Regions from separate parts of the Mus musculus genome. Here regions 2, 3 and 4 are each linked to region 1. The links are chromatin contacts, called in public Hi-C, HiChIP or PLAC-seq and promoter capture Hi-C maps. All regions are on one chromosome and are shown on one strand. Each heading gives the region's core, a stretch centred on a gene start, on an enhancer-like site or on the middle of the called end of the contact. The rest is flanking DNA. Distances are from core to core; before and after follow the strand shown. Region 1 holds the start of Pqlc3 (PQ loop repeat containing). Region 2 holds the start of Kcnf1 (potassium voltage-gated channel, subfamily F, member 1). Region 3 has its middle 15 kb from the start of Gm36495. Region 4 overlaps Greb1 (gene regulated by estrogen in breast cancer protein).

Region 1 (7,410 bases), core at 2,195-4,694:
AGCTGTTCTCGGTTTACTAAGGCATTCTCTATGCATAGTGCAGTGGCTCAAGCCTGTAGTCCTAGCATTTGAAGAAAGATGTGGAGTTTAAGGTCAGCCTCAGCTACAGGGGGAGATGAAGGCAGCACCCCCTTGGAAATGATCTCAGAACAGAAGTGGACCACAGCGATGTTCTCCCTCTTTCTATGGAGGGAGGGGGATCTTAGCCAGGGGTCTAACGGCAATCGGAGACAGCTTCTGGTCAAGATTTGCCCAAGCCCTTGGGCCTGTCACTGTTAAATGGGTGTGTGGCCATATCATGGCGGCAGCAGGGTTAACTGACTGCCACTACCATGCAAACATTTTCTTGGCCTTTTAAAGAGTATGAAATTCAAGAAAAGTGAACTAAATCTGACATGAAATCTCACCCTTTACCTAGAAGATTCCACTGAGTGGCACCGTCTGCTGGCTGGCCATCTGTACTGTAAGCCTCCAAACCAACACAGCCACCCACATGACAAGACTCAGCCTCTAAATTACAGTTTTGCATAGGTGTGTGGTTAGTGGAACCCATCTGGCCAGTGCTTATCCACTGAGAGGCACCTGCCAGGTGCATCCTGCATGGGACTTGGTGCCAGGCACACATGGTATTAATCCCCTGGGGACATGCTCTCAGAAGGAAGGAGTGCCCAAGATAAGCACAGATGGAGCGTGTTGCTCTTAGCAGGGTAACTGCACAGTTCTCATGTTCAGCAGGGACACAGCAAATCTATATCCTACTGGGTCTTGGAGGGCAGTGGAGCATCCTGTTATGGGGATACCTCTGGCAGCAACTGTACTAACCTAAGGTATATGTCAAGACTAGAATTTGTGATTCTTTCTCCATGCTGAGGACAGAATCCAGAGCCTCTGTATGCCACAACTGAGCCTCCTTCCTTAGGCCCTCCATCTCTATCTCCAGCTCATATGCAGGAAGGATACACGGCCATGTAGGGTAAGGCTTGCTTCACGTTCCCATTGAAATGAAAGACGAAGAGCAGGAGGACAATGTCTGAAACGAGAGGCTCTGTGAGATGGGCAGGGCAGCAGGTGGGAAGGCTGGGGACTAGAGGGCCAGTTACCTTGTGCGATGAGAATGGGGTATTCCAGATAGGTGAGCAGTGGGTTCCCATAGTAATGCTGATAACGAAGGAAGACCAGGAACCTGCAGAGAGATGCATATATTCACAGCCCACCCTGTGCCTGACCTCCCCAGACTCCAGACACTGGCATATTTACCCAACACTAGCCTATGTGGTCTTCATCATATGTGTGATTGACCTGAGGACAGACCTTCAGGAATATTGCCAGAGCCCCATATGTTGTATCCAATAGTCCTTGAAGGTCAACCTTCAGGGTTACCTACACTGCCTTCCACATCACACCATCACTTGGGAAAACTAAGGTCCAAAAGCCAAGGCCATGTGAGGACACAAGGGTTAGAGTCTCACCAGGAGATGTTGCCCTAGTTCTGGTTATGCTTTTAGGGGGACCCCTGTGCCCTGGGGATGGTGCATAAGTAACTCTGTTTTTCAGGTTTCTCTAAAGCAATCATCAGCCAGGCATGGAGTCTCTGGTGTCATTAAAGTAGGCTCTGGCCAAGATCCAGTTCCCTCAAGTCATGATTTTAGAGTTTGAGCTTGAAATCAGAGGAGGGCCTATGCCCCCAAGGAATCGCCTCTGGTGTATGAAAGCTGGTTTGACAGTGGTGTCCTTTAGTGTCTTCCTGATGCCTCAGAGACCATCTGGCTGGTGAGGGGCAGGCAGACAGGCAAGCAAGGCCCAGGAGGGAAGCAGAATTGTAGTGACCACCCTACTCATGGAGGGAGAAGGAGGGGGAAGGGAGCTAAAGAAGGGAAGGAGGAGTCAGAATGTAGACCGACAGGATCCAGGTAGATTGCCGTCCTATCCCTATTGTTCCTGCCTCTGGATTAAAACAACTTTACCAATAAAGCTGCTTGAGGATTTGCCTGTAGGGGCCCCAGAAGGACCTTCAGAAAGTTCTCAGGAACTAGGAACCATTGTAGTCTGGCGGAAGTAGGGATAAATAACTAGTAGATTTCAATGGTGGATCATATTCGTGCCTTCTGGCCACAGAACTGGTCTTAACCCTGCTAAGCCCACCTACTGCCTCAAAGGGAGAAAGGGAGGCCTTTGGGAGTTCCAGAAAGAGCCTGCTATTTACAGCACGACCTACTGCAAGACCCTTCCAGATCCCGGGGAACATTCCATGGCCAGAGCTGTTTTCTACTGGAGTCAGCTGTTGGATTTGAGACCATCTCTGGTTGAGTTTACGAATTTAAAGCCAGGCAGCAAAGAGTTAGCTACAAGCAGAATAGGAGACGTTGGGCTGGCACTCTGTAGGCATCCCTGAGCTTTCTATTCAGTCCTGCATCCTGAAGCCTCAGCTTCAGATGCCTATGAAGAATTTAGCAAACCAGAGGTCAAATAGCTCTCCTGACTTCACACCCGCATCCTCTGCCACAGCCAGACTGTCACTTTTGCATCCTCCAGTCTGTCTGTTGCCTTACCTCTCACCCTGACAGCCTTCTCCCTTCTCTGAAATTCACATACTCTTGTACTGTGCAGCCTTACGGGCCAGAGACCCTTCAGAGCCCCGCCTACCATCAAGCGTCCCTGGAAAGGTACACCTTGAAGCACCGCACCCCTTCCCCAACTCTATAGATGGGCGCGCCCCACTGAATGGACACAGGACCAATGGGTGACCGTGGGGTGAGGCTAGTGTCAAACCGAGAGGGCTCAGCCTGGTGCAAGATCACAGGACTTAGGGGTGTGTTTTCCGTTTGCTTTTTCCAACCAAAGTTTTACAACTTTGCCCCTTACTCTACTACATAGCCAAGGCTATTGAGAACTTGGCTCCTGCAGCAGTCACAGGCCATCCCTACCCGTTGGACCCCAGCTCAATTTTCAAACGTCTACTCAAGTTCCCCATCTTCGCTGAATTTGTAAAATGGGCATGCTCAGGCAAATCGTGGAATTTGGGAAGAAGCAGGGGAGGTGGGTGGGAGCGCCCCGGGTAAGCACCTCCTAGCCCCGAGCCCCCGAGTTAACCCTTGGTTTCCCGGACTCCCAATTCCTCGCAGGCCTCCCGGGACCTTACCCCGCCAGCTCCAAAAGTAAACTAGGGAGGCTGATGCCCCGCGCGCTGCGCGCCGCCAGCTGCGCGTAAATCTGCGGCAGCTTGAGTGCGGCGCAGACGCCCAGCGTGCTCCAGTTGCAGAACCATAGCAGTCCGGCCTCCATTCTGCAATCTCGGACGTGCCGGGCCAGGGGGGTTCAGGATCTTATAGGTGAGAACCGGAGGCTCAAAGTCCAAAAAGTCCTTCCGCCTTGCCGCCGGCCGGGTCCCGCCCTGATCACGCCCCGAGCTGCTGTGCAGCAAGTGCGCTCCGCCCCGAGTCTGCTCCACTCAAGATGCTCCCTACCCCTTTAGTCTGTTCCGCGCCCGTGCGCCCCGCCCAGAGTCTGCTCCGCTCGGAGCGCACCCCGCCCCAGTCTGCTCCGCTCCTAGCGCACCCAGCTCGGAGTTGGCTTGGCTCGGGATGCTCCCTGCCCTGTGTCTGCTGTGCTCCCGGTCCTTCCAGACTCCAGGGCGGTGGTTCTGTCCTGCCCTGTGTGCGCACTGCCTGGAGTCTGCTCTGCTCCCGGTCCTTCCAGACCCCAGGGCGGTGGTTCTGCCCTGCCCTGTCAGGCACTGCCAACTGCTGATTCACTTTCCGGGTTCCACCCAAGGGTGCTCCTCCTCGCAGAGTGGAAACGCCCGAACAGACTAGCCTTCTCCGGGGTTAGGTGGGCCCAGGGCCTACACACACACACACACACACACACACACACACACACACACACACACACACACACACACACACACACACACACACACCAGGACACACACACACACACCAGGACATTCACCCATAGGCTCATTTTCCTGTTTTCTCATGCAAATTGGCCTTGAACTAACTAACTAACTAACTAACTAACTAACTAACTAACTCTCTCTCTCTCCCTCTCTCTTTCTCTCTCCCTCTGTGTGTGTGTGTGTGTGTGTGTGTGTGTGTGTGTGTGTGTGTGTGTGTGTGGCCTAAGCCAGCCTTCAACCTCGGATCCACCTGCTTCCGCTTTCCAAGTGCTAAGATTTCTAGTGTGTGCCACTGCACCAGGCCGTTGACCTTGTGGTTTGAGACAGGATCACGCGACCCATGTTGGCTTTTTCCTACCTTCTTTTGGCAAATGCTGGGATTACAAGCTTGTTCCATCGTACCCTCTGAGAGCCCACTCTTTCCAACCTTCCCTCCTCTTTTTATTTTTATTAGGTTTTGTTGTTGTTGGCATGTGTGCGAGTCTGTGATTGAGTGCTTGTGTAAACAAATGGACAACCTCAAGTGTCATTCCTCCAGGACTGTGTACCGCCCCCCCCCCACTTTCCCTTTTTAAGGTGGATTCTGGGGATCTAATTCAGGTCCTCAAAGGAGTTGGTAGATGACTATTGATAGGGGATGTTGCTGCTGTTTCCCCTCGGTTGGGTCCATGCTCTCTCTCATATGAGGGCAACTGATCGCTGGCTGGAGAGCTCAGGGCCCATAGCACACCCTTGGAAGGTGAGTGTAGTGGGAGTGTCATGAGGTCCCTCTCCTGTAGTGCTTATAAACTGTAAACAGTAGCTTTGGGGGAGGGGGAGGGAGGCTGACAACCTGACTGCAGTCAGTGATGCAGTTTTCTTTCCTGAGTCATCACCCATGCTGGGTGGTGCAGTGCCTGTATCACTTGCAGTCCAGTTAACAATCCCAATAGATGCATTGTCGACCAAAGCTGCACATGATGGGATTGATTCTTTGGGCTATTGGAGCCCTACCTGGGGAGAGTTGGCACCTCTGTATATCTCCGCAGGAGAAACAACACAGCGGGGAGGAAACCTGGACACCCTTTAGGCGCGAGACTGGAACGGGGGGGGGGGGTGTCATTTTCCCTACCTCTGGAGATCACTAGGTTATGAGGCAGAACACTAATTCTGTGCTGTAAACCAGCACACCTGCCTTCCTGCCTCCAGTCTTCATCAAGTGTGCGCACACACACACTTGAGCCCATATTTTAGCTATGTTGCTCATCAGTAGACAATTCTGCTCCTAAGAAAAGTAGACAAGAATGGGGATCCCAGCCAGCCAGTTCTGCTGAGTTACTCCATATTGTGTAAGCAAGCAGCTTTGCCCCAGTGACTCCATTTTACAAAGTTGCAATTGCTCCATTTTGAGGGTAAATGCTAACATAAAAGGATCTCACATCGCATGTACGCAAACAATCCCCTAAATCTGTAGGCTAGCCATGTCCACACTTATGCTGCACATAAGCTACTGGCCAGTGGGCTGTGCCCAGCCCCGATACTGGCAACAAAGGTGTTTGCCCCACACCAGGACTTCTTAAACTCGTTCCACTCACAGCCCATCTCAACTGAGAAAGTTCTATTCGACCCTGGATATAGAGCCATGAACACCATGTGACCGGGCATAGCTTGCAGAGCCAGCCTGGACACCTGTCCTGTGTCTTTTCTATCTCTGTCTCTTGCTGAAGGATGCGTTCCCAGATGCTTTTGTTCCCTTACTTCCCAGAGGCTCCGCACGCTCCCCTCACCACACCGGCTGCTTGTCTGCCATGTGGCTACTGAGTAAACAAAGGGCATGGTTTCCTTTTCCAAGATTTATAGTTTGCCTGCCCTGTTTTTCTCAAACTCAAATTAAAAAAAAAAATCCTTGAACTTAAAAAAAATGTGTACAAATAGAACACTTGCAGATAACAAATTAAATACTTTTTTTAAAAAAATAGTTCTTTGGTTTACACTTAACAATTTATTACAACAATAAAAGCAGATATGCATACCGAGATGGTGGTGTCATTTTTATATAATAAATTAAATCTTGGCTGAGTATATGATAGGACAGAAAATAGTACATTTTCAACATTTTTCAGAGTTGACTGAAATTTTTATTTTTAAGTTTTTAAAAATCTATTTTTATTTTATGTATGTGGTTGCTTTCCTGTATATAAGTTTGTGCACCTCATACATGCCTGGTGCCCACAGAGGCCAGGAGAGGACACTGGACTCACTGGAACTGGGGTTATAATCATGAGCCACTCTGTGGATGCCAGGAACGAAACTCTAGTCCTCCGGAAGACCTACCAGGACTCTTCACCCCTGAGCCGTCTCTCCAGTCCCCTGACATTTTGATTTTATAATCCTCAATACACAGAATTCCCTTTTATATAAGTAAGTAATATAAAATGACACAGCACATTTAAGGACATTTAAAATTGTTGGGAGCTTTTCTAATTGCAACCCAAATTCATTTTTAAAAAATGAAACTTGAAGGACTGGAGAGATGGCTCAGGGGTTAAGAGCACTGACTGCTCTTCCAGAGGTCCTGAGTTCAAATCTCAGCAACCACATGATGGCTCACAACCATCTGTAATGGGATCTGATGCCCTCTTCTGGTGTGTCTGAGACAGCTACAATGTACCCATATAAAAAAAGAATAAAGAACATTAACATTAACCCTAACTCTGTCTTAGTTAGGGTTTTACTGCTGTGAACATACACCATGACCAAGGCAAGTCTTATAAATAAACAACATTTAATTGGGGCTAGCTTACAGTTTCAGAGGTTCAGTCCATTATCATCAAAGTGGGAGCATGGCAGCATCCAGGCAGGCATGGCACAGGCAGAGCTGAGAGTTCTATGTCTTCATCCAAAGGCTACTAGTGGAGGACTGACTTCCAGGCAACTAGGGTGAGGATCTTATACCCACATCCACAGTGACACACCCATTCCAACCAGGTCACACCTATTCCAACAAGGCCACACCTTCAGATGGTGCTACTCCCTGGTCCAAGGATATACAAACCATCACAAGCAGCAACTATGTGTGTGTGCATGTGTGTGCACACATGTGTATGTATGTGTGCACATGTGTGCATGTATGTGCTTGTGTATAGTGTTTCAGGCAGCATCTCTTGAGGTTGTGTGGTGTAAAAGCCTGCTAAGTACAAAACATGCACACTGTGTGTTCAGAGCCACCGCTGCAGTGAAGTCACATGGTAAAACCCTGGGCAGCACGGGCAGACAACCTGGGGTAGTTCTGTGCTGACTTTGAATTAATTTTCAGTCATCGTGTGTCCATAACACTTACTTCCACAGACCCCATATGTAGTTAGATGAGCCCACTCAGCTGTAGAAGGGTTGTGTAAACAGCCACAGTGTGATTGCCCCGCTCCCTATGACATGGATGCAGCATGTTGTCCATCTGTCACCTGACACTTATATCGCATTCTCTATAGTCCCTTTGGCAAAGTTTGGGACTGTAGCCTTTAACCTGGGTCACT
Region 2 (7,905 bases), core at 458-2,957, 180 kb after region 1:
GCCCACGGCCAGATACATAAGCAATAGCCCCAGTTCCTTGAAACTGCGCTTGAGGGCGTAGGTGAGGGTCTGCAGGCCGGAGGAGTGGCGGGCCAGTTTGAAGATGCGTGCGATGCGCATGATCCTCAGGGCCTGCACTGCCTGCTGTACGTTGGTCAGCTCCATCATTCTTGCGCCCAGGTGCGTGAGTGTGAGGCTCACATAGAAGGGGAGAATGGCCAGCACATCCACGATGTTCATGAAGGACAGGGCAAAGTGAAGCTTGTTGGGCGATGAGAAGAGGCGCAGCAGGTACTCCAGAGTGAACCAGCCGATGCAAGCCGTCTCTACGTTCTCCAGCGTTGGGTGCTCCACGCGGTTGCCTTCGGAGTCCACCACTTGCAGCTCGGGTATGGTACCCATGCACATGACCACGGAGGAGACAAGGATGAGCAGGAAGGATAGAACCGCCACCACCCGCGCAGGGCATGAAGACTCCGGCTTCTCTAGGAACTTCCAGACACACTTCTGGCAGCGGCGCCAGCGGCCCTCAGCAGCGTCAACACCCAGGTCGTCCAAGATGAGCTGCACCCTGCGCGCGATCTCCTCCAGCTCCTCGCGCTTCTCGCTCAGATGGCTCTTGCAACAGTCATCCAGGAATTTGAGGTCCACCTTCCAGAAGTCCATCTCGTTCTTGAAGCAGATGGGGCAAATGCCCTTCTTCATGTGGACCTCCCCGAAATAGTATACCTCAATGACACACTTGAACGCGTCTGGGTCCCGGTCAAAGTAGAATTCGCGCTTGCCCGGATCGTAATCGTCGCACAGAGAGAAGATGGTGTCGTAGCCCCCCGCCAAACAGTTGATGAGCTCTGCCAACCGGGTCTCAGGGTACTGGCTGAGCAGGTCTCCGTAGAGCACCTGCCGCACGCCCCCCACATTTACCACGATCTCAATGTCTTCGCCTGCCACGGAGTCCTGGCTGCCTGGCTCCGGGAGGCTTTGCTCAGCAGATGCGTCCATGCTCCCCGCGGGTTCGCTTGCAAGCCCCGGTTCCATGAGCCCTGCCGCAGCCGCTGCCAATGCGAGGCCCTAGGGGACAACAACCACCTGCCGGAAAAGGCACTCACAGCGGGCGGAGGCAGGCTGGGGCGCGCCGCAAGGGAGCCATGCACCCAGTGGCGGGGCTGCACGCGGGCATCCAGGAGCGCTGGCGGGGGACTCTGCGGCCGGTGGCCTCCGGTGACACTCACCCACGGGCTCCTTCAGCTCGGTCCGGGACAGGACTTGGTTCTTCTCGTAGGCAGCGTCCTCCTTCCCCGGTTGAGCGGCAGAGGTGGGTCAGCCCGAGAGCTGCGCGATCCGGGCTGTATAGAGAGCTAACTTGGAGTGGCTTTGCCGGAGCGGGTCCGAAACACAATAGGAATTCCAGCCTGACGTCAAACGCTTTGCTACTGTACCCTCTTCTGGTGAGATTTCGCACCGCACGCGCTGCAGCTGCCCAGGAATGAGTTAACCCTTGGGCAGACCTGCACAGCTGCCGCCGCCCTGCCACCGGCGCCACCCGCTGAGTCTGAGGGCTCAGAGGTTAAGATCCAGAGCTTTAAGGCCAGCCCGGCTCAGGCTGCCAAATCCCTCCTGCCCAGCTAGGTGAGAGAGGAAAGAGAACCTCTGTTGCTTACCAAGTCCCTCAAGGGGCAGCCGCGCACTCCTTGGGCACACTCCTTCTGTCCTAGGCTTCGGTAGGCCCTGGATAAGTCCTTGACACTCCTAAGCACTGCCCTGCTGGTGGTGGTGTGACCTTGTACCACAACTTGTCCCAGCCTTCACAATAAAGAGGAAATTGCTTCAGGTCACAAGATGAAAAGGGAGGAAAGCTTAGCCATCACTTCACCCAGGGTTCTCCTGCTAGCCTAGCTGCTAGCTTCCAGCAGGACAACATCATCACCATTAGCTCCCAGAGCCTTGGATTCCTATGACCCCTGTGCCCATAACCCCCTCTACTTTGAGAGAAATCAGTTCTTCCAGTTGGATGCCCCTATATTCCCTCTCATCTTTCCTGAGGCAGAGAACATCTCTGGTTCAAATCCAGGTTCTTGACCATCGGGGTTATCAACCCTGGATCTAGCTATGGCCTGGAATTGGATTTAAAAACATAAGCTGGGCCGAGATGTAGCTCAGTTTGGTAGAGTCCTTTGCCTAGCATGCATAAGGCCCTGTGTTTGTTATCCCGTACCACATAAACTGGGCTTGGGATGTGGGGGTGGGGGTGAGGTGGGGGTGAGGTCTATGATCCAAGCTTTCCCTCACTTAGGAAAGGAGGGCAAGGTCAGAAGTTCAAGGTTATCCTCTAGAGGTGGAAGCTATCCTAGGCTAGGGATTCTCTCATACACACACACACTGACACACACACACACACACACACACACACACACACACACACACAGTTGGAGAGATGAACAGGAAGAGCCAGTAAGAGGGGTGAATAGGACAGTTAAGCTATTCTGTTTGATTGTGTGGTGGCAAACATGTCATTCACACTTGTCAAAACCCACAGGATGCACAAAAGCAAGAGGGGGTCCTAAAGGACACTTTGGCCATGTGGGTAATGACAGATGCTCCATTCCTGGAATTTCCTCCACTGTGACAAGCATTTCACTCCTACAGGGATGTTGACAGTAGAGGGAGGGGGTACTGATTGTGGGGGAAGCTGTAGAGACAAGGGTCTGGGAAACTGCATTTTTCTGTACAAATTTTCTGTGACTCTAAAACTGCTTGTTGAAAAAGACCATTAAAATGTGTTCTGTAAGCTGGATTTCTTAGCCGCTCAAGACCATGCCTGTTTATGAATCATGAAACTGGTATACTGGGCCACTAGCAGTATTTTCTTTAATGGGGTGATATAAAAGTCAGATGCAGTAGAATACAGTACACAAATTTTTATTAGGGAAATATTTTAACAATTTTGATTTTATTTCCATTTAGCACCTCTCCATGGTGTGTTACTCTGAATAGGAAATTGAGGATGAGAAAGGTTGAATGGCAATAACAGTGAACACTAATATAAGAGCACTGTACCCCTAGCACTCTGGGTGCCATGTGTGTGTGTGTGTGTGTAAATATATATACATTATATGTGTGTATATGTATATATACACATATGTGTATATATATGTGTGTGTGTATATGTATATATACATATACATACATACATATATATATATATTTTTACTCAGTTACCAGCTGCTCTCTGAGAAAATAAGGTATCAAGTAACTGCCACCATCACCCACTGCACTTGGGATTTAGTCTGCTAGGCTCCAAGGCCCCTTTCCTTGGTAGGCAACCAGCCCACCATCTCCACACCCTTGGGTCCATATTGTCTGTGCTAGTGCTCCTTGCCCTGTCCTGTTCTTCTACATACCAGCAGAGTCCAGTGCAAAGAGCATCTAAGTCTGAGCTTTATGGGCTTAAAAAAGCCATCCTTGCTCACATGTTCAAATATTTACTGAGGTTCTGTGCATGTATACATGCCACACCCACCCTAGGTAAGCATAGAATTCATAATCTACTGGAGAGATAGATAGATATGTATATTTATATATACACATATATAATACACACATATATATAATACACATAGATATATATCTACATATACATATAGATAGATATATAATAAGTATAGTTAGGGCATAACAAGAGAGGGAAGAATTATGGGGTGATGCTTCCTGAATTCCCCCAAAAGTGATGCATAAAAATTGGATATGGTAGAGACAGGAGGATTAGGGGTCCAAGGCTATCCTTGGCTGCATAGTGAAATTGAAGCTGGCCTGGGGTACAATGCACCTTGTCTCAAAAACAGACAAAGCTGACACTGTCCACAGTGTTCCCGTGGTTTGATATCACAGTGCTGATGGAACCTCAGCCACCACCCCAGGTACCATCACTGTGTGGGGGTGTTTTAAGCATGTAAGATCTGTAGACACCTCTCCAGCACGGAAGAGGTTAGGTGTTAAAATTATTCTCCAGGAAACCCCAAGAAAAGGGCACAGGCAGGACAACTACAGGCTTGACCAAACAGGGCTGGGAACAAGAAGAAAGTGGGAGCCTTCCTTGGGGTCTCCAGAGGGAAATCTAGGCATGGCAGAAGCAAGAACTTAGGCCTAGAAAGCCGGAGTCCTGACAGGCTCTGTTTAAGGGCGGTCTCCATTGTTTTGGTATCTGGGACTGGGATGATTTAGGGCAGGGGAAATACCTGTCCTACGCCAATTTGGCCAAATATGCCAATGCTGTGAGGATTTACTTAGGGGGAGGGTAGGTTAGAGCCTGGGACTGAGTTGGTCATCCCCACTGGAGAGTGGACTAGCCCTGCAGGGACAAGTCTCTTCTCAGGCTTTGTGGTCACAGATGCCATAGCAGAGGCCATGGAAGAATGCTGCTCAATGGCTTGCTCTCCATGGCTTCCTCAGGTTCCTTTTTACACAACCCACAGTGGACTGGGCCCTTCTACACTAATAACGATTAATAATAATAATAAAAAGTCCCTGCAGACTTGCCTACAGGTTAACCTGGTGGAGACATTTTCTCAGTTGAGGTCCCTTCTTCCCTGATGATCCTGGCTTGTAGAGTCAACAATAACAATAACTTGCATGGTGGATAAAGTGGCTCTCCTTGCAGCACTTGCTCAGCATCAAGTGCAAGGTTCAGTCTTATCAGGAATAGGAGGGGCTGGGTATTGGGCCAGATTTGGTGGGCTCCAGCTGCCTGGCCAGCCTTCAACTGCCCACTGAAACTCAGGTGGGGCTGACAGTTTCCCCTACTAGGACCCAAACAGAAGTCACTGGCCACCTGGCTTCTGAGCATTTTAAAATGTGGCTAGTGCCAGGGAGGAGCTAAGTGTCTTAGCACTTTTTGATCTTAACAGCTTTATTAAGAAATAACTCACAACACATACCTGTGTATATGTGTCCATGTATATGTACATGGGATACGCGTGTGTGAGAGCACACACACATGTTTGCACATGCATGTGGAGGTCAGATGTCAGCCCTGGGTAGTATTGCTCTAGGAACTGGACCCACCTCTCTCTCTCTCTCTCCCTCTCTCCCCCTCTCCCCCTCTCCCTCCCTCCCCCTCTCCCTCTCTCCCTCCCTCCCTCCCTCCCTCCCTCTCTCCTTCCCTCCCTCTTTCCATCTCTCTCCCTCCCTTTCTCCCTCTCTCCCTCTCTCCCTCTCTCCCCCTCTCTCTCTCTCTCTCCCTCTCTCTCTCTCTCTCCCTCTCTCTCCTTCTCTCTCTCTCTCCCTCCCTCTCTCCCTCCCTCTCTCTCTCCCTCTCTCCCTCTCTCCCTCTCTGCAACAATGTCTCTCACTGCCTTGACTCACTGATTAGGATAGATTGGCTGGTCATGGAGTCCCCAGATCCTGCTTGTCTTGGCCTCCCTGGAACTAGGATCACAGGCATACACCACCATAGTAGGAATTTTGGCAAGGGTTTTGGGATTGAACTCAGATCCTCAAGGTTGTGCAGCAAGCACTTTACTGACTAAGTCATCCCATCCCACCCCCACCACCCCATCCCACCCCCACAGCCCACCTTCCTTCTTTTAAGTGGACAATGGCTTTTTAGAATAGTCATCACTTTGTGCACCATCTCCACCAAGGAGTTTCACCTCGTTTTTTTTTTTTTGGTTTTGGTTTGGTTTGGTTTTGAGATAGGATCTCTCACTATGTAGCACTGGCTGTCCTGGAACTCTACATATACCAGGCCGGCCTTAAACTCATAGAGATGCCTGTCTCTGCCTCCTGAATGCTGGGATTAAAGGCGTGCACCACCACACCCAGCCCAGCTCATTTTTGTCATTTCAAGAAACAGCCCTGGGGCAGGGCTAGAGAGAGATGGCTCACTGCTTAAGAGGTCTGGGTAATCTCCCAGAGGACCAAGGTTCAATTCCTAGCACCCACATGGCAGCTCACAACTGCCCATAACTCCAGTTCCAGGAGACATGGCATTCCCCCCCCACCTCTCCCCCCGCCCCCCAGGCTAAATGCAGGCAAAACACCAATGCACATAAAAATAAATAGAATTGAATTAAATAAATTAAATTGAATAAATAAATCATATAAGATATGTAGTCTCCCCTCCCCCAGCCTGAAACCTGCTTGCTCAGGGGTGGAGCTTCCTGCTCATTCGTTCTGCCACACCCACTGCTGGAACCTGCTGCTTTGCTGTTGGTGCCACCACGTGCTCACCTTGCTACTGGATCTGAGATTATTCGGCGGGAATCGGGTCCCCTCCCCCTTCCTTCATAACTAGTGTCGCAACAATAAAATTTGAGCTTTGATCAGAATAACTGTCTTGGCTACATTTCTTTCTCTCGCCACCTAGCCCCTCTTCTCTTCCAGGTTTCCAAAATGCCTTTCCAGGCTAGAACCCAGGTTGTGGTCTGCTGGCCGGACACAACAAAGATATAGTTTTTTTGTAACAGGTTGACTCTTCTCACTACAGAGGGCTGCTTTTTCTGGTCTCAGTGAGAGAGGATGCGCTTAACCATGCAGAGACTTAATGCACCAGGGTGGGGGTATACCTGGGGTTGGGGGGGCACCCTTTCTGAGATAAAGGGAAGGGAGGATGAGGGGAGACACCCTGTGAGTGGGAACCTGGAGGGGACAGCATTTGGGATATAAATAAGTAAATTGATTAATAAAAAGAATATGCAAAGACATTTATCAGTTCTCCATTCTTTTTATGGCTGAATATTGATCATTATACTGATAAATCACACCTTATTTCCAGCTCTTTGTGGCCAGTAGGCACTATATTAAGCAGGCCCAGTCAAAGTGGGTACCAGTAAACAGACTGACAGCAATCCAGACAGGAGGGACCCCAGCCTGGGTCCTGGACCAAACATGCACTTCACACACCTGAGTCCTGTACTGCAGTGATGCCCACCTTGCCCTGGGCTTATTAGGTCCCATCCTTCAAAGCTCCGTCCTCAGGGTGCCTGCCTCTGACAGAAGATCTCCTAGGACTATGCTGCTTTCCCATAGTCCCCAGTGATGACAGCCCCTTCTCTGCACACTCACAGAACCATCCACTGTCCCATAGCACAGGGCCCAGACATCTAGGGGCTAGGTATGTGCAGGTAGGGAAGGCAGAAGAGGTTACTTTGCTATATACAGATTCTTTCTATACCATTTGGAAGACTAGGAGGGTGTCTGTGTCTGTGATGGGCTTTCACTTGCTCGGCTATCCTTCAAAGTGGCATCGGCGGTTTCTGAGGCATGTTAATGAGAGAGGCTTGTCCTCTGAATATGCCATAGAACTGTGGTAAGCCTTACTGATAGGCAAAAGACACCTGGATGCTGAGTGGAGTGGGGCCACAGCTGGTAGAGGGGCTGCTGGGAGGCTAAAGCTGGTGGAGGGGCTGCCATGGGGCCACAGCTGGTAGAGGGGCTGCTGTGGACCACAGCTGGTGGAGGGGCTGCCATGGGGCCACAGCTGGTAGAGGGGCTGCTGTGGACCACAGCTGGTGGAGGGGCTGCTGTGGACCACAGCTGGTAGAGGGGCTGCCATGGGGTCACAGCTGGTGGAGGGGCTGCTGTGGACCACAGCTGGTAGAGGGGCTGCTGTGGACCACAGCTGGTGGAGGGGCTGCTGTGGACCACAGCTGGTGGAGGGGCTGCTGTGGACCACAGCTGGTGGAGGGGCTGCTGTGGACCACAGCTGGTGGAGGGGCTGCTGTGGACCACAGCTGGTGGAGGGGCTGCTGTGGACCACAGCTGGTGGAGGGGCTGCTGTGGACCACAGCTGGTGGAGGGGCTGCTGTGGACCACAGCTGGTAGAGGGGGGCTGCATCACAGCTCATGGAGCAGCTGCTGGGGGCCACAGGATAGACTTCTTTCTAAAAACAGAATACAGGCACTTTC
Region 3 (7,278 bases), core at 2,658-5,157, 130 kb before region 1:
ACACAGAGTTATAAAATAAAATTGGGAGCCTGGAGAGATAGCTCGTTGTTAGAAACCCTGCACTTCTCTTTTAGAGGGCCTAGCACCCATGTCACCCATGTCAAGCAGCAGCTGACAATGACTCCAGCTCTACAGGATCCCACATCCTATTCTGGCCACCAAGGGCAACTGCACACACCTGCCAGATACATTGAAAACACACAAATATAAAACAAATCTTAAAGATTTAAGTGAAAAGGCAGAGAGGAGGTCATACAGTCTGCTTTTACTCAAAACCCCACAAATGGGGTGTTTTTCATGACAGAGAGTGTATAGGCTGTGGCCATAGCTCATTGGTAGAATACTTGCCTAGCATGCAAGAAACTCTGGGCTTTGGGGGCTGGCTCAGCGGTCAGGAACACTGACTATTCTTCCATAGGTCCTGAGTTCAATTCCCAGCAACTACATGGTGGCTCAAAACCATCTGTAAAGTGTTCAGATGCCCTCTTCTTGTGTGTCTGAATACAGCTTCATTGTACTTATATGCATAAAATAAATAAGTCATTCTCAAGAAGAAAGACACTCTGGGCTCAATAGTCAGTACCTTTTAACTGACTGTAGTGGTACACAACTGCCATGTCCAACCTCAGGCGCTAAAGGCAGGAGGATCAGATAGCCAGGAGCATTCTCAGCTATAACATGTTCAAAGCCAACCTAGGATACACCGGAACCCCCTCCACCCCCACCCAGAAAGTTAAAACCTAAAAACACAAACAAAACCAGAAATGCCATTCCTCACTGTTCTGGGGGCTAAAAGTCTAAAGTCCTCCTCAGCACCAGAAGACTTGCTTTTATTGAGGGTTAGGAGGAAGGACCTATATCAGCACCCCGAGGCCCTTGGCTTGTGTGGGTAGTTGCCTTTGTATCTACATGGAATACTCAATGTCTGCATCTAAATTTCATCTTTTCTTAGAATATCCAGCCTATCAGACCGGAAACCCACTCTAGTCTAGGATCACTTCATCAGAACTAATCACACTGCAACCACTCTGCTTTCCACTAGGATCACATTCTGAGGCATCGGGGCTAGGACTTCGGAGAATGAATGTAGGGACTGGTGGATACCCAAGTCGAACCATGACAGAGCCCTTTCCTTTGAGAATTGGTCCAGAATGACAAACCTTCAGGCTGGAAAGCCTAGACCTTATATATTTAGAAATGTGATATATGACATTGTAGGTCAATGAGAAAAGAGTGATCTATTCCAGGTACCGGAGCTGTTCCATCCTAGGAAATGTGGCACCCAACTGGATTCATGACTCATACCAACATGGTATACATACCAAAACCTGTTCATGGAAGGAACATTAGAAGGATGTGAACTGTGTACCTCTAGAGTTGATAGTTGAAATCTTATATTTAGAGATGGGGTTTGGAGAGGTAATTGAATTGGAATGAAGTCATTTGCATGGGTCCTGATCCAATAAAATGAGAGCCCCACCCTTTTGGTAGAAATATATGATCATGTTAGAACCTTAGATCTTCAACAAGCCCTGGACAAAGAACAAGGTTACTGTTGGTCCAAACATCTCCCAAACATACGGGCTAAAGTTCTTTTTGCTCACTTAATTCTTATTAAGATCCTGAAAAACTATTATAAGACAAACTTGAAGACAATCTTATTAAATGAAAAACTTGAGCCAGTTGGTGATGGTGCATACCTTTAATCCCAGCACTGGGGAGGCAGAGGCAGGAGGGATCTTGTATGAAGCCAGCCTGGTCTACAGAGGGAGTTTCAAGACAGCCAAGGCTGTACAGTGAAACCCTGCCTCAAGAAAAAACAAAACAGAACAAACAAACCCAAAAACTTGAGTTAAGAAAAGTCAGGGCCAGGGAGAAAGCTCAGTAAGTAAACACATTGGCTGAAGAAGCCTATTAACTAGAGTTGGAGTCTCAAAAGCCATGTTAAAAATAAAGAAATGTTGTAGCTTATATCTGTGATTTCAGCGGTCCTACAGGAAGATGGGAGGTAGAGGCAGGACAGTTGCCCAGTAGCTTCCTGGTTAGCTGGCCTGGAGTAGCAGAGCATTGACAGAAACAAAAGAGAACCTTCGCGCCCCCCCCCCCCAAAACCTCTGTCTTGAGCCACACAATTCTGGCCACCTGAGTTTAATCCCTGAAATCCAAATATATGTATATGTACATATATACTACATATTCCCATCTATGTATGTGTGTATATGCATGTACATATATATATTTGATTGTCTTCCTAAAATAAAACACTAACCATCCTCACTCATTGATGGGCTCTCTGACAAGAAGAGCCCCTTGGAGGACTCTGCTGAGGTTCTGCCATGTGGGCAAAGCAATGCTTCGGCTGGGATCTTCTGTATTTATCCTTAATATCCAGGGACAACACAGGCAAGAACACTGGCCTTGAGTTGCAATCTTCCCAGTAGCCTCTGCCTCTTTGTAAATGCTAAACAGCATTGCCTATTTGGACAGCGAGTGTCTGTGCCTCTTTTGCAATACCATGGTGGAATCCACAGGCTGTTCCATTACCCAGTGTCCTTTTTACAGGGACACATAGAGGAAGTTTCAGCAGAAGCTTCATTCCAGGAAAATGCCAGAGCTCTTGCGAATCGATTTGTATGCATACTTTTGTCAGGAAAAAAAAAAAAAAAGAAAAGTATGTAACTCAGTGTGTTCCTCCCTTCATTTTAGCTGCCAGAAAATGCAGACCCACACTTGAGATCCCTTTAGAATAATCAATTGTTAGGACTATGGGCCTTTAAAACATTAGAGCCAAAGACCCTTCCCCCTACCCTTGTCAATACCTATGAAAAAAATCAAGGCTGGCCCCTGGTCTGTTGGTGGTTTTCTCTGCTATTCAATCTCCCCGATTCCTTAAAATAAGTCTCTCCAAGTCTATTCCCAAGTGTCTCCCTTTGCACTGTGGCTGCAGTTACTCTCCTGTAAATCCCACTGTGTAACCTTAGACTCATTCTAACCTGGACCAGAGCTGACCAAAACAGGAACAAAGGTGGGTATTCCAACAACCTACATCACAGATGCCTGGAATGCAGATGTTATTTCTTACTTGGACTGCTTCTTGTTTCACTCTTCATTCTGTGCTCTCCTTGTAATATTTCCTACTACCTCAGAGCCTAGGAACTCTACCTTAGGATAGCATCTTCCATCCTTCATTGTATGCCTCTCTTATCTTACACAGGCCAATTTCAATTAACTCCTGGTATGGAGAAAACAGACTCATATGGACAACTGGTCTACCTCTAGAGAACTTCCCTCATGTAGAACTTTTCAAACATTTCCTCTAACCCATAACATTTTAAACTCATACAGTACATAGATCTGTGGGGGTCTATCATGTCCTATGGAGAATATGTGATATGAAGGTAAGAAATATGTCTTTGGGGTCAGGGAGTGAATATTTACATGTTTGCATGTACATGTAAAAGCCAGAGGTCAGCACTGGGTATCTTCCTCAGCCCAATCACTCTCTATACCTTTTTTTTTTTTTTTGAGATATTATGGTCTCTCACTAAACCCGGAGTTCAGTGCATAGGCTAGGCTGGCTGGCCAGAAAGCCTCAGGGATCCTCTTGCCTTTAGCTATCCTACTTTTGAGTATCCAGATGCACACTAAGGCACCCAGCTTTCTTATATGGATCTTCAGGATCCTAACTCAGATTCTCATACTTCCATGGAAAGCAACATCCTCACAGAGCATCTCCTCAGCCTTTTGTTTTTATACTCCCACAGTGTCACAGAGCCTCCTGGCTGAACACAAACATATGACGTTTACTTAACAGAGAAAGATAGGAGAAGTCGTGGGCCTGGTTGAGGAAGTGTACTCAGGCAGGAAATGGGAAGGGCCCACCTCCCTGGACTTCCCTCTGTAAGCTCTTCTAGGAGGTCACAGCAGGAGGTTGAGGTGGGTGAAAGAGAGCAGGCTATGAACATAGTCAAGAACCACATAGCTTTTGCCAAAGCAAAGAGTCTTACAACAATGAATCAATATAATTAAAAGGCCGGTTATATATTATCTTATTTAGTCTTCACCTGCCCCCCCCAAAAAAAAAAAAAAAAACCCTTAAGCAAGAGACACAGAGCTCATCCAGGGCTGAGTGTTTAACAGATCTATAGAAGTTCATCTGGCTTTAAAACTTTCCCGAGTTCTACTGTTCGGGAGAAAGCCAGCCTGGACCCCACCTCTCCTAGGCCACAGAGGCTCTCCCCCATTAGAGCACCGAGGAGGACATTCTCACAAGGTACAGTGGCCATTTTGAGGGGGAAGAGGCCATCCATCACAGCAGACAACGTAACCACAGGCTGGTGCTGCTACAACAAACACAGCTATTTCAGACACAGGAGACTTGAAAAAGCCAAGGGAGGCAGGGCAGCTTAACACAGCTTCGGTTTATTTTTGTGGGTAGGGGAATGACAGCCAGAGATATATGACTGAAAGTTCAGGAGGTGTTGGAAAGAGAAATATTTGTGTTTTATCGCCAGACCCAGAAACTCCTGCAGAGTCCTAATCTTTGATGAATTCTGTCTGTTTAACAGGCCAAATAATAATAAAGAGGGAGAGGGTGGGGGACATTTCAACACATGACACATCAAACACCTGACCCCTGAGATGACTCCTCCACAGGCAGAAGGCCTCTCTGGCTTCCGACCCCAACACAGTTTAAAGGGGTCATGTTTGTGACGCAGCAGCAAAGCAGGGGTACATACAGTTCCCCAGGACAGTTGGCGGTGAGGTGCCTAACCAGAAAATGAATATGCCTTTCAACAGGCCACATTTTTCCTACCTTGCCAAAAGCTCTCATTTCCTTCAGTGTTCTCTCTGTCATGAACAATTCAAAATGTGGGCAAAAATGGCGAATTCAAACAGTACTTCAGAGCTTTGGCCAAAGGGGTCAGGGAGAAAGAAAAACCTGAGAAGGTAGAAGGAATTCCTGGACCAGGTGTGGCTCTGAAGCCATGAATTCTCCTTGGGATGTTATGCCATGCCAGGTGTTGGGAATATAAAGTCTCACAGACAGGACTATTTGTCCAAAGGGTTTTAAAAACACAACCTTCTAAGATGCCTGCAATGGCCAGCCAACTATAGTCGTCACTCTGAAGAAAGGTCGAGGTCCTGATTCTCCTCATTGACACTGCTCCTGAGGAAATCATAAGGCAAGGTAGGTAGGAAAAGGACTCAGTCGGGTTCCCATAAGTGGAGGTTCCATGCTGGAGACAACTTCTGGAGAGAAGAGTCTAGCAAGGACCACCACCCCCTCACCCACACCCCGCCTCTGTCCCCACCTATCTCTGACTTGGGTGCCTGCTTTGATCTCCTCTGCATTCCTTTGCAAATCACTTCCCACCCACGGCTTCCTAAGGGCGCTTGAATAGAGACCCTGAGATTCTGAACCAGGGGAAGACAGACTTCCTGCATCGAACCAGAGCTTCTGAGACAAAGCACACTCTACTGAGGTTCACTGGGTTTTCTTCTCAATTTTGGCACTGATTTTGTTTTGCTTTGCTTTCTCATAGGTAATATGCAAAATGAGACACGCGTAGGGTAAGGTGTACCCTCTCCAAGTGTACAGCTAGTGGTTTTAGGTCTGTGTGTGTGTGTGTGTGTGTGCACCTATGTGATGGTGTGCTCACTTGAGCTGTCATGTGTGAAGGCCAGAGGTCAACTTCAGCATCTTCTATTGTTCTATACCTTAGTTTTAGTTTTGGGGACAAAACTAAACTATTATACCTGCGACTTACCTCTGTTTTCAGCTAGATTGTCAGGCCCAGCCTGCACTCTGGGATCTGGCTCTCTGGCCTGACTCCCTCAGTGCACTCCACCACACCCATCTATTATGTGGGTCCTGGGGATCCAAACTAGGTCCTCATTCTTGTGCAGCAGCACTTTACCCAGTGAGTCATCTTCCCAGCCCATTTTATTCCCAGCCAGAATATTTCCATTACCCTATAAAGAAATGTCATACCTATTTAGCAGTCCATCACACCACACCCCTTCCTAGACCATCTTTTTGACAGAAACAGCTGATTCTACATCAGATCAGAACTAGGACTGCTTCACGTTTTATAAAAACCCAGCTGGGACCTGGAACCAGTAAAGACAGGCTGAGGTCCCATCAGCAGCTGGTGGCAAGGAAAAGTGTGCACGATTTTAAGATCCGAAGCTGCGGGGTCTCAAGGTTTAGCTGGTAAAGCACCTATCTTTTGCTTGGCTTGACGGCATGCTTATAAGGCCAGGGTTTGGGAGGTAAAGGCAGGGGGATCAGATGTTTTACAATGTCCTTAGCTACATAGGATCACAGCTGCAGGGATTGTTGAGTGTTGGGGGTGGATCTCAAAGGTGCCAGGGAACTCTCACAACAGCATAGATTCAGAATCCTCACGGGAATCGCTGGATTCTGATGCCAGATCCTCAGAGAGGATGCCCATTAGCAGTACTGCAGAGCCGGCTCACTAAAGATAGATAGGTCAGCAAGAGCGGACAGAAAAATTGAATACCGTCTTCACTCAGTGCCTCCATGTTCTTCGTGCTACAGTTCTGGATCCAGACCCAGCATGCCTCAGCATTTTCAACTTTGACACAGTTCCTTTGGTCACAGCCACGATGTCTCACAATGAAGGGACTAATAGCCCAGGGAGGTAGGAAGGGTAACCAGGAGAGGGAGTGCTCCTAGAAGCAGAACTCCCCAATGAGTCTGAAGCAAGATCCCTGGAGGTAAAGTCTGTTTTGTGAAGACCGGTAGTTTTCTCTTCTAGTCCTAGAAGCTGTGGTGGGCAGGTGAGGGCAGGCGAGGCTGGGAAGAATGAGCAAGTGCAACCTCACTGCCTCGCCTGGATATGTCACGCCTGGAGTGTGGAGTGTGGCGAACCCCTCGAGGCTCAGACAAAGCATCACCAGTAGTCAGTCCACTGTCTCTCTTTGGAATGCGAGTGTCCTGCCTGGTTTGGGCAAGCTGAGCCTCAATAGCTGTTCCTGTCTCTCAGTATTTGGGGGTGGGGCACTGCAATAGGGAAGACTTCCTTCTAGGAGATCTTTGAGCCACCCTGCAAATGGATTCTGTATTCCCCAAGCTCTGCAGACCACCGGGAGGGGCTGGCTGTACAAGTCAAAGCTTGTTCACTGTCACAGTAAGGCCACTCAGGATCTGGCCCACAGCGACCTTTCTTTGTCCCTCCACATAGCTGTTGCTAGAAATTCCCATTAAAATTTTTTTTCCTTCTTAGAATTCTAATAGGGTATTATGTTACA
Region 4 (6,966 bases), core at 2,685-5,184, 240 kb before region 1:
CAGAACAGAATCCCCTCCCCTGCCTTCTTCCTTCACAGCCCTACTATTCCTGGTATAGGCTCATGATCTGCTCTCTCAGAACACTCATTCTGTGTGCTTGGCTGTCTCCCCTAACATGGGAGAATCCGCAAGAGAACATAGGTGTGTCTATCCCATGCCAAACAAAGTGCCTGGGAATAAAAGAGATCTGTGCAAGTGCTTGGCTCCTAAGCTCCAGCCTCACACGACAGAGTATTTAGAAGAGCATATTTGCAGTGGGTGCCTTCCACTGGGAAAGAAGAAGGAGAAGGGGACGGGGAAAGGAGAAGCAATGAGCTCAAAGCAACAATGAAAACAACAACCACAAAGCAGGAACACTTCAAATGCCCATATTTAGGAAAAATATTATAAGCCTAACAAAATTATTGTGCATAGTCAGAAAGTTAAGAAAACAAACTAACTAGTGTCCACAGAGCTGGTGTAAACTAGGGGATACTTATGGAAAGTCAAGGCCCTGGTTTCTCCATCTAGCAAGAGTATGCTCAGACCCTTCCCTTGAATTAGTGAATTCCAGAATCCTGGGGCTCAAAGTGGCAAAGAAATCATTCAATCCATTTGAATCAATAAGCAAATTATTTACCTTTCATTTATATAGAACTCAATCAACTGTCATCCTGTGGGCTAGGTGCCAGGATCAAAGAGCAGAGAGAGCTGTCCTTCCTTCTAGAAACGTAGCCAACTGAAAGACATTAACAAACAGAAACAGAGACTTAAACATCTGGTCTGACAATGAATCTCCACCTTCGCACCCACCATAAGTGACCCTTCCTGAAATCATTCAAAAGCTATCTAGTTTTAGGACCCATGGGGTAGCTCAGGGAATAAGGCTGATTGCTGCCAGGCCTGATGCTCTGAATTCAATCCCCAGTGACCCGCCTGGTAGGAGAGAACCAATTCCTACAAGTTGTCTGCTGACTTTCATATGGCTGCTCTGGCCTGTGTGCACACCCCTCCAACACACACAGAGACACAGACACAGACACAGACACAGACACACACACACACACACACACACACACACACACACACACACACGCGCGCGCTAATAAATTACAATAAAACAAATTCTTTTTGAGACACAGTCTCACTCGGTAGCCCGGACTGGAACTCATGATGTAGATCTTACAAAGGCATGGGCCACTTCCTTTTCTCCTTCTTTCCCAGTGAAAGGCATGCATTGCAAATAAGCTCTTCCAAAAACTCTTTGTCCTGTGAGGCTGGAGCTCAGGGGCCAAGCATTTGCATAGATCTATTTTATTCCCAGGCACTTTGATTGGCATGGGATGGACACATGTACATTCTCCTGCAGATTCATCCATGTTAGGGGAGACAGCCAAGCACACAGACTAAATGCTTTGAGAGCAGAACATGTAGTCACTATGTCGATCTCACAAAGGCATGAATATGTGCCTGTTCAAAATAAATAGATGAGTGGGTGGGTGGATGGGTGGATGGGTGGGTGGATAGATGATAGATAGATGAGATAGATAGATAGATAGATAGATAGATAGATAGATAGATAGATAGATAGATAGATAGATAGATAGAGAGATAGAGAGATAGAGAGATAGACAGACTGATAGATTCAAGATGACCCAATCTGTTTGTTTGTTTGTTTGTTTGTTTGTTTGTTTTTAAGCTTTTAAATGGGCAATACGAAGCAAGTGAATCTACACAGCACCTAGCTGGGCTGAGCTACCTAGAAACACACAAACCATACATGCACTGACACACTTCAAGACCCACCAACTACTCCAGCGAGTATATAGATATAAAATCTGCCCTGCACATGGGGTATTAGAACTTTCCACAGATTTCTACAGCTCCTTTCTTCCTCTAAACCACAGAAACACAGGCTACTTCCAGTGGCTACCTGCACCTGTATGACTTCATCAAATTTACCTATGCCCTTCAAGGTAGCAGTTTGTATTCACTGTGGGGTTTGTGGGTTGTTTTGTTTTGTTTGTTTGTTTGTTTGTTTGTTTGTTTTGTTAACCATTTTCACATGTGTAAGACACACTACCCTTTTTATCAGTATTTTATCAGTATTTTATCAGTATTTTATCAGTATTTTATCTCTTTTCAAAATGTGCCGCTAATGACTTGTATCCTTAAGCGTAGGTTGTTATCACAGTCTCCCGTGACGCAATGATTTTTAAGAACACCTACGTCATAGCCTAAACAACTATATCTGTATCCCCCCCCCCCACTTGGAGTAAGAAATCATATCTGTATTCTTGCAATGAGATACAGGTAGAATGCTTGTCTGGCATGCACAGAGTTTAGGTTCAAGCCCCAGCACGGCAGAAGTCAAGTATAGTTATACGCCCATGATCCCAGCACCCAAGAGGCAGGAGGGTGAGGAGTTCAAAGTCATCTTTGATGCTATGTAGCAAGTTCAAGGCCAGTCTGACAGATATGAGGTACTAGAAAAAAACAAAAACAAAAAAACAAAAAACAACAACAAAAAAAACAAACTTAAAAGTTTCTGATTTTATGCATCTATGTGAAGAACAAATGGAAGGCCAGGATGACAAAATGCTGGTGTTGGCTATAACAACAAAAGCAACAATAACAAAAACAAACAAACAATCAAACAAGGACTCCACATAAACTCCACCCACACATTCCTACCCTAACTCGGAGCTTTCCCCACCTGCCTGGCTCTCTGCAATGACTCTCTTCTGGAAGCAGGACCCATACTTGAGGTTTGGTTCTACAAAAGAAAGCCCTTCTCACTTGGTCTCTTTCCTCCGTCAAATACAAAATAAAAGTTCAGACCTCACAGTGAAATGTCTATCCCTGGCATAGGTTACAGGAAAATAGTCTCCAGGGAAGCTTTGGGACATCTGTGCCTGGGTTCCAGGCCCATCCTTCTCACCCACTGTTACCTTGTGACCCGTGGCAGATCCCATGCCTCTGCCCTCCGACCTCCTTGGAAGTACATGAAGATAATGATGCTTTATGGGAGCTCTGTGGGGATTAAGTAGAATGACGCACTTAGCAGTGGTTGCTGGCAGTATTTGTCCTTTTCTTAAAGGTTAATTTCTTTTAGGTGTACGAGTAGTTTGCCTGCATGTATGTGTGTGTACCACGTGTGTGTACCTGGTGCCCATTCTGGCCAGGAGAGAGGATTGAATCCCCTGGCACTGGAGCTACAGATGGCTGTGAGCCATCACGTGGGTGATGGGAATCAAACTTGCATGTTCTGCAAGAGAAGCCATTGCTTTGAACCACTGAGCCATCTCTCCAGTCCCTGGCATTATTTAAAATGAAGATTATAAATCCCTCTGTCAGTCATAAACATACTTCCTCATCTGTCTTGTGCTGTTTGCCTACGTTCAACCCCCACCTCCTGTCTTTTGAACCTAGAACTTAAAAACTGGGTCTTTGGGAGGCGAAGAAACCTTTGAACTGTGGGGACTCACTCTGGGTCCATATCAGCCAGTCTCTCTCAAGGTCTTTTCCTTCCACTAGTGTCGTTGCTCACTCACTCTCCCTCAGGCAAACATTTAGGGGTATCTGATATATAATGGGGATGAGTGGCCACTCCCCAGAGCCTTCATTTTCTCAGCAAAATGAGGTCTAAAATACGCCTAGAAGACCGTTGAGCTGAAGAGTTTTAAAAGATAGTGACATCCTACCAAATCTTTGATGAACCGTGTCATGTCCTAGACGCCCTGCAAAGGCAATCCACACAGAAACACATAAGCCACACCCCTGTCCCACCAGCTCTCCAGCATCAGTAACATGACAGCCTTGGTACCCACTAATGCCGGTAAGGATGGACCCAGCTCACTGCTTGGAAGATGCACATCTCCCTCCTCCTACAGAGCCAGACAGGCTCGGGCATGTATCCCTAGCTGTGAAACAATGAGTCTGATTACGAACTTACACTGAAGAGGCTCTGGCTGCCTAGGTGACTCTGCACTGCCAGCTGCCACAATTAGAAACATTCCAGGCAGTTCTAGGTCAGGATGACCCAGCTGCTACAGTTTTGTTGTTGTGTTGTTTTGAGGTTTTTTTCCCCCCACTGATACAGTTTGCGGTGGATCTTCCAACAACAGCTTAAGGAGAGATAAGAATTCAGTGGCTTTTGCTCAAAGCAACAATGTTATGAACTCTGCCCTTGAGACACAGGCAGGTCCCAGTCAAGGAAACCATGAACACTTTTATGTCTCTGGCTACAACTGACCATGAGTATAATTTTCAGAGACCTCCCAGTCCCCACTGAGCGCACCACAATTTCTCAGTAACAGAATTCCTTGCAAGAGATCCTACCCATCCCCCAACATAGAGCACACATAAATAACATGAGGGTCTCTGAGGAGATTCTCCAGTAAGGGAGCGAGGAAAACAAAAACAAGAAAGCAATGAATGATCCTGAATATCAGATCCCTGCCAAAACTTTGCAGGGGAAAAAAATTAACGTTTTCCACATTATTCTTGCTAGCATTAACTCATTACTATGGTTGGCTTCTACACGTCTAAGGTGAGCTATTCAAATAGTGAGATCCGTGAACGGTAGCAGGGAAGAGCATGCGCTCAGGTGAGAAGCTGCAGCCCTCACATCTTTAGCACATTCTATAATTGTCAGTTGTTTGTCTGAGACGCATCTTAGTAGCTCAGGCTAGCCTCAGACTCACCATATGGCAAAAGCTGACCTCAAACTCCTGATCCTCCCCCTCCAAGTACCACCATGCTCTCTTGTTCATTAATATATAGGGGAAAAGCTGGAAGGAAGTACACTAAAATGTGAACAAGGTATGTTAGCGAAGCAAAATTATAGGCACTTTTAGTTCTTCTTCCTAATTTGTATCCTCTGTCGTTACTTGGTTTTGCTTATGCAAATGACCACAAGCAATTTTTAAAACATGTTTTCTGTGTCTGAGTGTTTTGCATATATATATATATATATATATATATATATATATTCCATCATCCCAAGTAATCAAGAACCTGAACTTTATCCTAATATTTTTAAGACAGGATCTTCCTATGTAGCCTTGGCTGTCCTAGAACTCATTCTGTAGACCAGGCTGGCCTTGAACCCACAGAGCTCCACCTGCCTCTGCCTCCCCAGTGCGGGGCTAAAAGCCATGCGCCACAGCGCCCAGCCTGGATTTTATGTCTTATTTGTCCCTTGTTTTCCTTCTTGTGTGTTACATGGTTTTCAATGTAACTTATTTCATTCTCAGCTTAGACTTCATTTAACATGGACTTAACCTGATTTTTTTTTCTGGTTTGCAAAGGTCAATTTTAATACATGTAGGAATACCTGAGGTGTCTTGTTAAAATTCTGTTTCAGTAGATCTAGGCTAGAGCTGAAAATACCATCTCTTTCCTTTAAACAAAACACACACACATACACACATACACATACACACACACACACACACACACACACACACACATAAATAAATATTTATTTCTTTACTAGAGAGAGGCATGTGGTTATCACAGCTCCCTGGGGACCAGGTCCTATGGAGGCCAAAGGTCAGCTTTCAGGAGCTGGCTCTGGACTCACACCTTCTTGAGGTCTCTCTTGTATCTGCCATGCCGCGTTCTGCAGACCATCCTGTCCACAAGCCTCCTGTCAGTCTCCTGTCTCTGTCTTCCATCTCACAGTAGCAAGACTAGGATTAAGACATGCAACACAACACCCGGCTTTTTACGTGGTTTCTAGGGAGTGATGGAAACTAATCCTTCATTCCACTTAATTACTGAATGGCTTCTGCAAAGTTTATGGAAGTCCTTCTTGTTTTTATAAGATTTATGTACATGCATATTTTGCCTGTACACACACATACACACACACATACACACACATACACACACACGGTGTGTATATATATATATATATATATATATATATATATACACATATGTGTGTACATATATACATATATATTGTATGGGTATATATATGTGTGTGTGTGATATGTATATATGATATATGTGTGCATTACACACACATACATACATACACATACATGCATATATATATATATATATATATATATATATATATATATGTGTGTGTGTATGTGTGTGTGTGTGTGTGTGTGTGTATGGTGTATGGGTATATATATATGGTGCATATATATATTTGTGTGTGTGTGATATGTATATATATGTGTGCATTACACACACATATACATATATACATACATACACTTGCATGCATACACACATATATACATATAAACATATATATACATACCATGTGCATGCAATGCCCTCAGAAGAAGGCATCATATTCCCTGGAACTGGAGTGTCGGAGGGTTATGAGCCACCTTGTGCCAGGAACTGAGCCCAGGAGCAGCCAGTGCCCTCAATCACTTAGCCATCTCACCTGCTCTTTCTGACTACTCTTTCAGGACAAACATGTGCACACAGGCAAGTGACTCTCTCCTCATTTGATCTTCTTAATGACCTTATAAGATGGGTATTTAACCTTACTTTTTGATACTTTGTTTGTTTGTTTGTTTTGACTTTTTTGTTTTGACTATTTTATTGTTGCTGCTCGCCTGTTGAAATCAGAACCCACTCTGTAGAAGGGACTAGGCTAAAACTCACCATATAACCCAAGCTGGCTTCTAACTTACCATCCTCCTGTGTCAGCCTCCTAAGAGCTGGGGTCTCATGCATCTCTATTAACCCAATTCTAAGTAAGAAAACTTTATTATAGACTTATTGATGATGCTGGGGATTGAACCCAGAGTCTTGGATGTACTAGGCAAGCACTCTGCCACTGAGCTACATCCCTGGCTAGGAAAATGAACCTTGGCATACATATATCAGTTCACACAAGTATTCACAGTCCAGATTTCTCCCAGGACATTCAAACTCCATACATTTAAATTTTCTCTGTAGATTTTTCGGACAGCAAAGGGCTGAAAACCACTATCCAGTTCAAGTCCCTCA

The links. Promoter capture Hi-C pulls out the DNA fragments that hold promoters and counts their contacts. Hi-C and Micro-C count contacts between places; a contact is called where the count stands out from the background. HiChIP or PLAC-seq counts read pairs in DNA pulled down with a chosen protein or histone mark.
Region 2: a contact with region 1 is called in a promoter capture Hi-C map of embryonic stem cells. The contact joins the promoter of Kcnf1 here to the promoter of Pqlc3 in region 1. A contact is called at or near these places in 4 of 39 promoter capture datasets (cranial neural crest, embryonic stem cells, stem cell-derived epiblast-like cells and 1 more), 1 of 15 datasets of contacts at CTCF or cohesin (hippocampal excitatory neurons), 1 of 484 Hi-C or Micro-C datasets (embryonic stem cells), 2 of 115 datasets of contacts at active chromatin or transcription factors (embryonic forebrain and forebrain) and 1 of 9 other capture datasets (adipose tissue).
Region 3: a FOXA1 HiChIP or PLAC-seq map of pancreatic cancer cells shows a contact between it and region 1. The contact joins the enhancer-like site here to the promoter of Pqlc3 in region 1. A contact is called at or near these places in 1 of 39 promoter capture datasets (cranial neural crest), 1 of 484 Hi-C or Micro-C datasets (granulocyte-monocyte progenitors), 5 of 115 datasets of contacts at active chromatin or transcription factors (bone marrow-derived macrophages, embryonic heart, embryonic stem cells and 2 more) and 2 of 9 other capture datasets (adipose tissue and liver).
Region 4: a contact with region 1 is called in a Hi-C map of uterus, with 2.9 times the contacts expected there. The contact joins the enhancer-like site here to the promoter of Pqlc3 in region 1. A contact is called at or near these places in 4 of 39 promoter capture datasets (cranial neural crest, embryonic stem cells, liver and 1 more), 1 of 484 Hi-C or Micro-C datasets (uterus), 3 of 115 datasets of contacts at active chromatin or transcription factors (embryonic stem cells, neural tube and stem cell-derived neural progenitor cells) and 1 of 9 other capture datasets (adipose tissue).

Annotation. Positions count from the first base shown.
Region 1 is chr12:16,996,674-17,004,083 of GRCm38.p6, forward strand. It overlaps Pqlc3 (PQ loop repeat containing), which reads right to left and starts at 3,445. Exons shown (of 7, transcript NM_172574.2): 1 at 3,140-3,445; 2 at 1,101-1,183; 3 at 961-1,030. The coding sequence starts at 3,282.
Region 2 is chr12:17,175,181-17,183,085 of GRCm38.p6, forward strand. It overlaps Kcnf1 (potassium voltage-gated channel, subfamily F, member 1), which reads right to left and starts at 1,708. Exons shown (of 1, transcript NM_201531.4): 1 at 1-1,708. The coding sequence starts at 1,038.
Region 3 is chr12:16,862,199-16,869,476 of GRCm38.p6, forward strand. No RefSeq gene overlaps it. Among named protein-coding and RNA genes, the nearest start is that of Gm36495, 15 kb to the left of the region's middle. Within about 2 kb of position 3,908, at least 53 of the 459 cell types and tissues checked have an H3K27ac peak or open chromatin away from gene starts, as enhancers often do. A contact at or near this core is called in bone marrow-derived macrophages, liver and pancreatic cancer cells, where this site is marked.
Region 4 is chr12:16,756,522-16,763,487 of GRCm38.p6, forward strand. Greb1 (gene regulated by estrogen in breast cancer protein) reads right to left here. Exons shown (of 35, transcript NM_015764.4): 2 at 2,931-3,012; 3 at 620-718. Among named protein-coding and RNA genes, the nearest start is that of Greb1, 41 kb to the right of the region's middle. Within about 2 kb of position 3,935, at least 19 of the 459 cell types and tissues checked have an H3K27ac peak or open chromatin away from gene starts, as enhancers often do. A contact at or near this core is called in uterus, where this site is marked.